3 separate regions of the Mus musculus genome follow, and regions 1 and 3 are each linked to region 2. The links are chromatin contacts, called in public ChIA-PET maps. All regions are on one chromosome and are shown on one strand. The core of a region is the stretch at or near the end of the contact, and the rest is flanking DNA. Distances in the headings are between cores, read along the strand shown. Region 1 overlaps Cblb (Casitas B-lineage lymphoma b). Region 2 has its middle 280 kb from the start of Gm29686. Region 3 overlaps Cblb (Casitas B-lineage lymphoma b).

What was found. ChIA-PET counts read pairs in DNA pulled down with a chosen protein or histone mark.
Region 1: a contact with region 2 is called in an RNA polymerase II ChIA-PET map of effector CD8 T cells, with 18 read pairs. The contact joins two enhancer-like sites. A contact is called at or near these places in 1 of 484 Hi-C or Micro-C datasets (CD4 T cells) and 6 of 115 datasets of contacts at active chromatin or transcription factors (CD8 T cells, T-cell acute lymphoblastic leukemia, effector CD8 T cells and 3 more).
Region 3: an RNA polymerase II ChIA-PET map of effector CD8 T cells shows a contact between it and region 2, with 24 read pairs. The contact joins two enhancer-like sites. A contact is called at or near these places in 1 of 15 datasets of contacts at CTCF or cohesin (CD8 T cells), 1 of 484 Hi-C or Micro-C datasets (regulatory T cells) and 3 of 115 datasets of contacts at active chromatin or transcription factors (CD8 T cells, effector CD8 T cells and memory CD8 T cells).

The regions. Positions count from the first base shown.
Region 1 is chr16:52,145,857-52,149,241 of GRCm38.p6, reverse strand. The region is part of intron 9 of Cblb (Casitas B-lineage lymphoma b); the gene reads right to left. Among named protein-coding and RNA genes, the nearest start is that of Gm23513, 42 kb to the right of the region's middle. Within about 2 kb of position 1,716, at least 46 of the 459 cell types and tissues checked have an H3K27ac peak or open chromatin away from gene starts, as enhancers often do. A contact at or near this core is called in CD8 T cells, effector CD8 T cells, memory CD8 T cells and 2 more, where this site is marked.
Region 2 is chr16:51,703,257-51,706,563 of GRCm38.p6, reverse strand. No RefSeq gene overlaps it. Among named protein-coding and RNA genes, the nearest start is that of Gm29686, 280 kb to the left of the region's middle. Within about 2 kb of position 1,298, at least 27 of the 459 cell types and tissues checked have an H3K27ac peak or open chromatin away from gene starts, as enhancers often do. A contact at or near this core is called in CD8 T cells, effector CD8 T cells, memory CD8 T cells and 2 more, where this site is marked.
Region 3 is chr16:52,085,601-52,089,350 of GRCm38.p6, reverse strand. The region is part of intron 3 of Cblb (Casitas B-lineage lymphoma b); the gene reads right to left. Among named protein-coding and RNA genes, the nearest start is that of Gm23513, 18 kb to the left of the region's middle. Within about 2 kb of position 2,415, at least 16 of the 459 cell types and tissues checked have an H3K27ac peak or open chromatin away from gene starts, as enhancers often do. A contact at or near this core is called in CD8 T cells, effector CD8 T cells, memory CD8 T cells and 1 more, where this site is marked.

The sequences.
Region 1 (3,385 bases), core at 467-2,966, 440 kb before region 2:
AAAACTAGTTACCTAAATATTACCTACATAATATATCCATCATATAGTAATTTAGATTTATATACCATCCATTAACACCTTAAATTAATATACATAAACATAACTTTAGGCCACAACAATCCAATGATAGAAAATACAGAAAAAATAATGAAGAAAACAAATCTGCTTTACTATAAACAGTCTTTAAGCACGCAAATGAACACTGCAAGTTGAAACTATTACCAGAATCACCACATTGCTTGCTTGCTTGCTTGCTCTCTCTCTCTCTCTCTCTCTCTCTCGCACACACACAGACACACACACAGACACACACACCATGACACATTGTCTCTTAAACGTCTTAAGATAAGCGTTACACATGTAATTTATTTGCTTTCTGAATTATTAGTGAAGCGCTGTGACTAACAGCAACTCGCTTAGATGGCTTAGGCAGCAGTGATGGCTCTGAGGTTAAGAACATTTATTGCTCTTGCAGAAAACCAGGGTTCAGTTCTTAGCACCCACATGGTGGTTCACATTACCTGTAACTCTAGTTCTATGGGACCCAATGCCATTCTCTGGTTTCCACAGATACAGCTGTGACACACAGACAACACACAGGCACAACATTCATACACATCAAATAAAAATAAGTCTTCAAAAAGAACAGCCCACAGTAGAGTGTTGGTGTCAACTAATACTGTTCCCAAATTGTCCATTTCAGTTCTCAAATACACTGTGGTGCTGTGAGAATCCGTCTACTGAGTTAGTTAGCAGACTTAGGCTAACTTAGACTTGTTCTCCGGGAGTTTATTTTTGCTGCAGTGGGTGAGGTGGTTCCACAGGTACAGGCCCTTTCCTTCAAGCCCGCAGACTGGAACAGACAGTTGGATGCAGATAAGTGGCACCTGTCTGCAATCCCACCACTCCTGTGGACAAAATGGGAGGTGGAGACAGGAGACTGGCCAGGAATCTGAGGCCTGCTAGACTGGGCACAAATAAGAGGGTCGGTGCCTCAGCAAGGTGTAGGGAGAGGCCAGCCTCTTCAAAGGCTTCTCTGATTTACACCTCACCGTCAACCCGCCCTCCTCTCAGGCCTGGGTACTCCTCACGCCTGCTCCATTGCACTAGCTCACCAAGACTCCCAACTCCTTCAGTCCCCCTCTGAGAAAGAGACGCTCCAGTCTGTTCTATCACACTAACCCAGAAAAGAGACAGTAGAAGGCAAAGAGAGAAATGTACGTTTGAAACGGTCTTAAAAGCAAATATTGTTTTAGTTTTCGTTAAAAAGTTTCTAGAAGGTTAGACATGCGAATGTTGCTTTTAAAATAAGCCAGAATCATATCTGTTTCTCACTGAGACATACGCAGTGAGCTAGATTTTTGCCTCTCCACAGTGCTCTATTTGATCGTACGGCATTAACGCCACACTCATATTTGAATGCACTCACTGTTTTCTTACAACACTTTGGACACAGAAAAGTCTTTCCTGCAAACGTGTCTGAAGAAAAGTCTAGGGGAAAAGCCACAGAAGTTAAGTTTCCATTTCATAAAACTAGGGTTGTTGGCAGAATTCAAAGTATAGCTGCGTGGCATTGACAGTGATGGCCTTTTTTATGTGAGACATTCAAAGTTTGCTGCCTGCGTCATCTGGAAGCGCAGACGTGGTTTAGCAGAACTGCTTGTTTGCCTCTGTTTTGTCAAGAGAGACGCAGCTCCTTACCTTACCCTGTGTGCAGTGCCGCTGCTGGGTTACTGCAGTGCTTTACAGACTGTGTACACAGGAAGAAGATGCTCTCGGGACTCTGCATGGAGATGTTTTCTCTGCCTCTTAGTGACAGGTGAAAGTGAGAGGGGTGCCCGCGAGCTTTACTGATCAAGAGTGAAACAGAGAAGCCGCACCCAGAGAAACTCAGCTTCAAATGCTCCACAAAGCATATTATTTAACTTACTTGGTATTCTGGGCAAACTCTTCCGTGGTTATTCAATTTATTAAATAACACAGATGTTTCAGAAAATGAAAAAAAAAATCTGACACCTCTTTGGAGGCATGACTAATAGGCCATTATGACAGCAATTAAGGAGCACCCACTGACAGACTGTAACAGCAACCACTACTGTGCCTTTGTTAGGTTTGCTGTTAATTACATCAAATTTAAGTCCCCAATGAATTGGAGTTAAACTAAAACAGGGCATCAAATGAAAGACAATTTTAGTGAAGAACAACTTGCTAAAAATGCACTTTCTTGAACACATTATAATTTGTAGTCCAGGTTCAGTGTTCCCTGTTGGATGCTGACAGATACATCCTAACTCCTTGGGAGGCATGCATTTCCCTAAAAGCATTTTCATATCAGCACACCTAACCAAAGAACTGTAAAGGTAGAGGAAACGGTTTCATGTCCCTAATTAAAGCTGCAGGAGAAGCAGATACTCGTTTCAGGTAATTACTGGTAGTAATCCCATCTATAAAACTTCTAGCAGTGAGTTTAAAGTAGAAACTACGTCTGAACTTCCTTTCTGCTCAGAGATTGCTATAGAGACACGAGCTGCTCAAGAGATCCTCCTTAAAATAAAAGTCAAAGCAACAGGCTTGACTTCTCGGGAAGCAAATGTTGACGTGCCCAGGTTTGTTCCTATCAAAGGGTGTTGTTCAACGATAGATTTGTGCTGTGCATGATTGACCTTAAAAGCTTAACTTTTTATAAGGCTGTAACAGTGGAAAATCCCGTGAAGTAAAACTAACAGCTTTAAAGAAAAAAGGAAAAAAAAAAAAAAAGACCCTGTACTGTATCATTTTGGAACACGGGCAAAGTAAAAACACAGAGACATCTGTTACAACCTGCCTTTCTTTCAGCCCAGAGCTCCGAAACTCAGAAATCTTCCAGTAAATCTGTAAGTTTAGATTCAAGGTTTGACAATATATTACAGAAGGAAAGAAATGTTCTATAGATGTGCTCTGCTCAGGCACACACCATCAGTTAAATCCAGTGAGCCTCAAACTGACACTCCCAACAGGGGCTTGTTACTGAACGTTTTTTCACTATGTTTTAATTGAATTAAATTTGTAACACTTGCTCTTAATAAAGGAAACTTTTTTAATAACATGTCTAAAAGATCACACAATATTGCTGCTCATGCACTAACTGGAAGGCTTTGAACACTGATAACCTAGTCAGCAGGGCATATTGAGTGATACCTGTATGTGGATGTAGGAATGCCCCTTACCCCGTAGTAGACACCTTTACTGATTATCGAGTTTTCACTAGTGATACCCCACTGAGATGCAGTGATTCCAGACTGCCACTTTAGGAATTTCAAGCCATGTCCAAATGACAAGTTACTTAAAAATGAGGAAAATGTGCATCAGACGTCACTGCAAATATTCCTTGAGAGAACACAGTAAG
Region 2 (3,307 bases), core at 49-2,548:
GGACAAGCTAGAGCAACCAATTGAGGGAAATCAAATCCAGTGAATGTATAATCCCATGTCAGGCAATGAGAAATTGGAAATCATCGTGCATCCAGCTCATTGCCACTCTTGCACAAGAGGTGGTACATCTCATGAACACCAGTATAGGCATTACATGAACTCATTGATTTTTTTTATACAGTAAATATTTAAGAACCAAACTTTATTATAAAATAATAACCAAACTGTATTATTAATATGCATGCTTTGTACTTAAACTGTTTAAAATTCTAGATCAATGACATATTCACTTTGCCAATAAGAAAACTGAAGTAGAGAAGTAGAGAGAGTCTGTACTACCTATTCAGGCCCCCAATTAACAAGTGATGGGACCAGGGTTTCATATCAGAAAAAGGAGTTTGAAGTCCATATTGTTGATTCCCAAATGATGCCACCGCTCTTTTATGTGGCAATAATGAAACTAATTCTTTGTGTAAGTATCAATTAAATGGAATGAAGTCATTATATTCAGAGGGTATATCTTTATTTGCAAAGAGACCTATGCCAGAGAATTTAATTTTGAATGATACCTAAGGCTAAAATTTAGCTAGCTGTCTCTTCCAAATGTCAGTGATTTAATTTTATTCTAACCGAGGCTTTATAGTCATTCATTATTTTGAATTGTTTACAATGCTTTTCTATTGCAAGATATATGTGGTTTTTTTTTTTTTTTAGTGTGTGTGTGTGTGTGTGTGTGTGTGTGTGTGTGTGTGTGTGTGTGTGTGTTGCAAATAGAACCAATACACTGGATACTTCAATCTTAACATTGAATTTAGTACTAAACACACACACATACACACACACACACACACACACAGAGAGAGAGAGAGAGAGAGAGAGAGAGAGATTTGGATAAAATTCCTTGCTCCCAAATTCACCTTTTAAATAAATGCAAACACTCAAATTCTCCAAGTTTTGAAAGAATGTATTGAAGAATATTTAAGCAATTTTAAGCACCCTCCTGCTTTTAAAAAGAAAACTTCTATGCTACAGAAAGAGAAGAAAGGACAGTTGTTTTCTGTCACACATTAGACACTCAAATGGGTACCTCCCTTAACTGCCTGGAAGAAGTGCGCTGTTGGTTTCTAATCATTTTTTTTATTTTTCAGATAAAATGGGGGTGTGATTCAGTTTTCCACACCAAGGTGGTCCCTGAGAGAAAACCTTAGATATATAGTGGAGAATTTAGGTTACAGCTTAGGTGTCTCCACTATTTCCTTTTAGACAAACCACATGTGAGAGAACCTCAACCTGAAAGTGTCACCAGTTACATGCCTATTCTTTCCTGTGCATTTTAAAGGTCCCGTCTCAGCTTTCAAGTGTGGCCTTGCTTGGCATCTTTCTATAAATAAATGTACTCATCAGAATAAAAGAGTCATTCCAGTTCTCAACTGAAAGGTCACTGTAAGCAACACCTACAGAGGTGAGAGCAGACCTGTCTTGAAAGCAAGCATACACCAATGGGCACGTAGATCATATTTTTCAAAGATCTTCAATAGCCAAAATGATCTGATAAAGGTAAAAGAACACGAGCAAGGCAGGGATAAGCATTAACTGTGAGTTCCGTGCACATGTCACATGATAGGAGGTACATAGAATCCACATCCAGTTAAAGATTAAGCACTGATTTTTTTACCTTCCTCTTATTGATGTGGCATCTGCAAGTGTTGAGAAATAAATAATATTCACGTGCCTTCGTTATGAGAGAAGAAACTTACAGTTTTATGATTTCTGTGATACTCTGGGATTTTAGACAATACTAAGTGGTGAAGGCTGAAAATAGATGAGAACATGAAGATCACACAAAACCCTTAGAAAACTGGAATTAGAAATAAAACCGTAGCCCCCAGCATTAGTTTTGGCATTTTTATGCTAGCAGTAGCTTGTTATAAATAAAAGAAAAATGTCAAATAAGTGTGAAAATGTGCCACGGACTCCTGCTATACGAGTTTCTGAGGCATTTTGAAGATTTCCCATACCTAGGGTCAAGAATCAAGCATTTTATTTTGAATATAAGGTGCACACTTTCAATATAGAACAGGCTGGTCTTGAATTCATTGATATTTTATAAGCCATTGAATTCATTAGTTTATTCAGAATATGTATATATATGTCATACATATATACACATACATACATACATACATACATACATGTTTGTTTACTATTTGAGAGTGCTGAGCTTTGGTAGTGTAATTATTAATCAGATCATCATCCAGTGTGGTGATGGCTAAGATATAGAATGTCTGAGATAGTGTGATAGAGGAATGACTTTCTGAAAAAGTTGTTTTCTGATCCTGTACAATGAATAAATCAGGTCTAGAGAGGGTGGAAGTTGGTTGCAGCCTTTGGATCCATGAGTGCTGTTCTGCTGAACATGCAAGCCAAGAGCACACTACGTAAGGTAAGCCTGGTGGCACAGGTTATGACAGGCTGTGTGAGAGATGAAAGAATTTCAGTATTTCATCAATGAGGTAGGTCAAGGATTCAGAAGAAAAGGGTAAGGTCACATTGTTGCTAAAACAATTGTGAATATCTATAAGTGGAATGGGACAAGAATGTTAGGAAACTATATTGGCACCATGAATGGGCTGTTATGAGCATTTAGAAGTAGCCAACTAGAGTAACAGTACTCAGACAAGGAAGGATGGAAGGGTAGCAACAGCAGACTAGATCAGTGGGTATATTTACAACATGAACAGACACTCCGGGAAAACTACTCAATGTGGAAAGATAGGGAGTTGTCTGGAAAAGCTCAGAGTTCTCACTCTGTGACTCACATCTATCCAAAACCATCCCATCAGTGAGGAGAATGAAGGAAGATACCAAGCATAGTCCTGTGAATGCTAAACTTGAGAAACAGTAGAAACTTTGGGTGGCTTTTCTTTGTGCTTATCCAGGGGGAGAGAAAAACTAGAATTTCTCTCTATTGAGCCATGGGATAAGTTTCCGAGTTCCAAGCAGCTTTAAGAAACATGGGGATAAAGGCCTCTACTCCAGAGGTTTGTTATTCACATCCATGCTTTCAAGCTTTGGAAGGATTCATTCATGTTATCTTATGGTCCTGCTCACTGCCCAAAACCTAGCCAGCATCTATCTGGATGTGAGAAATAGAAAAGCCTCAGATGTCTTCTGGCTTGAGATCTGAGTATAGTCTGTTAAAATTATACCTCTTCAGGAATAGATCCCTTCTTTGTATTTTAAAAAGTGATCATGAAAGTAATTAGAGTATAACCTTGATGCAAACCTTGAAAAAATGCTGCTCATG
Region 3 (3,750 bases), core at 1,166-3,665, 380 kb before region 2:
CCATGTTTCATTTCCTGTGTTAAAACAGATAAAAAAATAATACTTGTCATTTTCCTGGACTAAGCCAAACAGTGAGGCATTTTTGAGAGTTCCTTAGAAACACCAGAGCACATACTTTTATTTTCAAAAAACTTAGATGTCCTCATTAAAAAACAAACTAACAAACACTTAAGCAATGTAAAGATTACAGTCTGTATTGTGTCAGTCTGGAGGCGGACATGTCACTAACTCCTTTTGAGCTTCAGATTCCCTATTTGGTTAAAAATTTTAAAAAGTGGTGGCAACAGTCTTGAATCCTGCTTTCGTGTTAGACTCACCAAACCATTTTACAGATCTTCAGACAGCAGCAAAGCCCTGCACCACTAAAGCAAAGCCTCCTGGGGAAGAGTTCAGGGATCAAGGTCGGTTAAACTTCCCAGGGAATTTCATCATGGAGCCAAGGTTGCAGACAACCCAGGAGGGTCTCCAGCACCCACCCAGCGGGACCTCAAGGTGGGCAGCACAAACAAACCACCCAAGGGGCTGGGAAACCAATGCTTACTGTGAAGATGACCCAACCTAGCCCCCGTTTGCCTGAGCCTCAGAGGGCACCTAAGCTGTGGTGTGACTTTAAACACTCCTCTTCCTCTCTGTGTCCTCCTGTGGGACTCACTGGCAAGACTAACCAGGTCAGCAGAAAGAAAATTATTTATCTTAGAATGTTTTTATCAAAACAGCACACACTTTTTTAAAAAGTACCCCTAGAAATATATTTTAAAAGTCTAGAAAAATAAAACAAATAAAACTAAAAAGAAAGATAAAGCAAAAGTTAGTGAACTACTACACAAATCAAATAGGAAATAAATGCAACAACACTTAAATGATTCAAGAAAAATTATTCAAAATGATTTTTTGTGCCCCAAACAATTATTTTTGACCCATTAAGTTTACATAATAATTTTGAAGACTGAGAGAGAAGGAAAAAATACTACATCAGCAAATTAAAAATACAATCACGAGTGGGAATGTTGGCTCGGTCAGTGGTGAAGAGTACTTTACTGTTCTTCAGAGGGCACGGGTTTGGTTTCCAGCCCCACATGGCTGGTCCCAATTACCTGTCAATTCATTTCAAGGGAACCTGACACCCTCCTTTGACCTACATCAGTACCAGGCACACAGGTGATGAACATACACACAAGTAGGTGAAATATTTATTCATAGAAATTAATTTGATTTTAAAAAGTCAAAATCCTGGACATGACCTGTTGAACACATTTCTTAAATAATTAACTGACAAACTTTTGTCCATATACACAGAGAACCACTTTTCAAAGCATTCATGACTTAGGCTAGTTAAATGACAAACTTCAGAAAGGATTAGCCCTTTCTTTGAGGCAGAAATATTGGCTTATTAATAAAAATAACCTTTACGGCACTTGGTAAAATGGCTTAAAAGGAAGCAGCAATTATTATGAACAGATAAATGGTCTATAACTTTAATTGCTGCCAAAACATAGGTACGGGGCATTAAAGCCACAGTTAATCGCTGTGTTAAATACCACACTTACAGAAGTGATAAAAAGACAGAAATTTTAATGAGAAAAGCATATCACATATTTAATATTTCAATGCATTAAAAACTATTTTAAATGTGAGCAGCTATTAAAGTATAATTGTATCCAAAGTTAAAATGAGAAATCTTTTAACAAGGAGTTAGTCAAATTAGTCACTGGGCCTTTTAAGTAAGCATTAACATGAAGACAGGTTTGAAAGTCTACCATTTTCATTTTCTGAAGAACTCTGAATTGTTCTGCAACATCACCACATGCCTTTGAAATGTGCTGCTTTCTGTATGGTACAGGGACCAGCAAGGAGTCCCACAGCATGCTTGCCCTTCCCACTGCCCACCTTTAGGACTCCTCAGCTAACCTGCCATCATCACTTTTCTCAAGAGCACATTCTACGCTAACCTGTTTCACACAGCAGCAGAGTTACGCTGGTTAAAAGCTCTCAGAAGTGGGCACAGATTTTATATATATAGTGCTTGATCAACCACATGCCTCAGAAATGGTGCCAAGGCCAGGACTCCACCTCTAGTCACAATCGCCTGGAGCCTGAGCATAGAAAAGGTTCTCAAAGATCCAAGGGATGCTGGAGGGAGAAAAGGAGAGTGCTCTGAGCATGTGTGTGAAAATATGATTTTTGGCAAGAAGTCAACAATGCAAAGTCATCAAAAAATAGCTGAACTACCTTAATAATTTGAGAGTCTCATAACATGCCTCTAAGGTGATGTAAGTTTGAAATACTCAAGAGACACTTGAATCCCCACTTAAGTGGGCGTCATACATGATGGGAGCTTCCTCTGCTTGTCCCTACCTCCAGTGCCCCGGCCCTACCTCCAGTGCCCCGGCCCCACCCTGCCCCAACCCGCATGCATGGCTGCAAGGTTCACACCCAGGCTCTCGGCACTTTGAACAGTGATGCTGCTTCGGGCACAAGGGTATCTTCCCACATCCTGTCATACCCAGCTGGAACAGCCCACCCTTGGCTTTTTAATTTCAAAAATTCATCTTTGACCTTAGCAAAATTACTCATGCCGTATCTTTCTAGTAGAGAAATCCCATACATCTCTAGGAGACTTTTTAAGTATCTGCCTGAAGAGAGGTTGAACAGTGGCCTCTCCCCCTGGGCTGCCGACTGACACCTAAGTCAGAGCGCCAAGGGCCAAAGGAAAGACCAGACCTAAATGCTGAATTCAATGGAGTCTCCCAGGGAGTCCAGGGGACTCAGAGCACAGGCCAAGTTCAAATCTAAAGGTGTCTACTCACAAAAATCATTCACATGTCTCTGTGTGTGGGAGGGAATCGGAAGATGTGCAACTGGCCCTTTAGGTACAGCATTAATGGTATGTCAGGATGCAGCCACATGGAAGCAGCCAAGACACTGAGCACCGGCACCCTGGACATACATCATTCATTAATGGGTAAAGTCAAATTTGAAAGAACACTTAACAAGAAATCCAATCCAGCCCCTATACAGACAGATACACATATATATTTTGATATACTACTTCATTTCACCAGTACACTTTCACAGCTTTATTTAAGGATAAGATAACTCCTTGACTTAGACAGGTAACACTGAAACCTGCGGTGTTGATGGAAATTCAATTAGAGAAATCAGTAAAGTCTTTACACCAGCCAGTGCTAACAAGCACTCCATTATAAATAGCTCTCATGAATAGTCATTTTATGTACAAATTTCGGGTGCTGAAAGATATCCACTGAGCAAGCAATTCCAGGTAATTTGCTAGTTGTGATTATTGTAATGTGTAATTTTTAGCTGTGATAATTACCCACGAGATTTAAAATACACAATCTTCAGAATAATTATGGAACCTCTATTTAGTTCTTTAGGCTTGCTGCTTAAGCAAAGAGGCTGTGGATTTATGAGGCCTGGGGATCTTTCTCAAGCCCTTACTGATTCTTCTTCCTATGGTACTCTGTGTGGCTCCATTTCTCCCCCATCCCCGTGCTGCTCTCTCCTATCAAGTGTATCTCCTCTAAAAAGTGCCAAGCACACCAGAGGGACAGCCAGCGTTGATTTTCCTGGAGTGGACTACCTCCTTCAGACCCTTGGTGCTTAGCCAGAAACCCACCTGGAAGCAGACCCATCTTGCAGTGTGGGACACAAGAGAGCTGTGGTCCACTTTTACTCCTGATCCCTGCAGTTCCGTGAAGTGATAGCTGTATTTATCTGTTCTGTCATTCT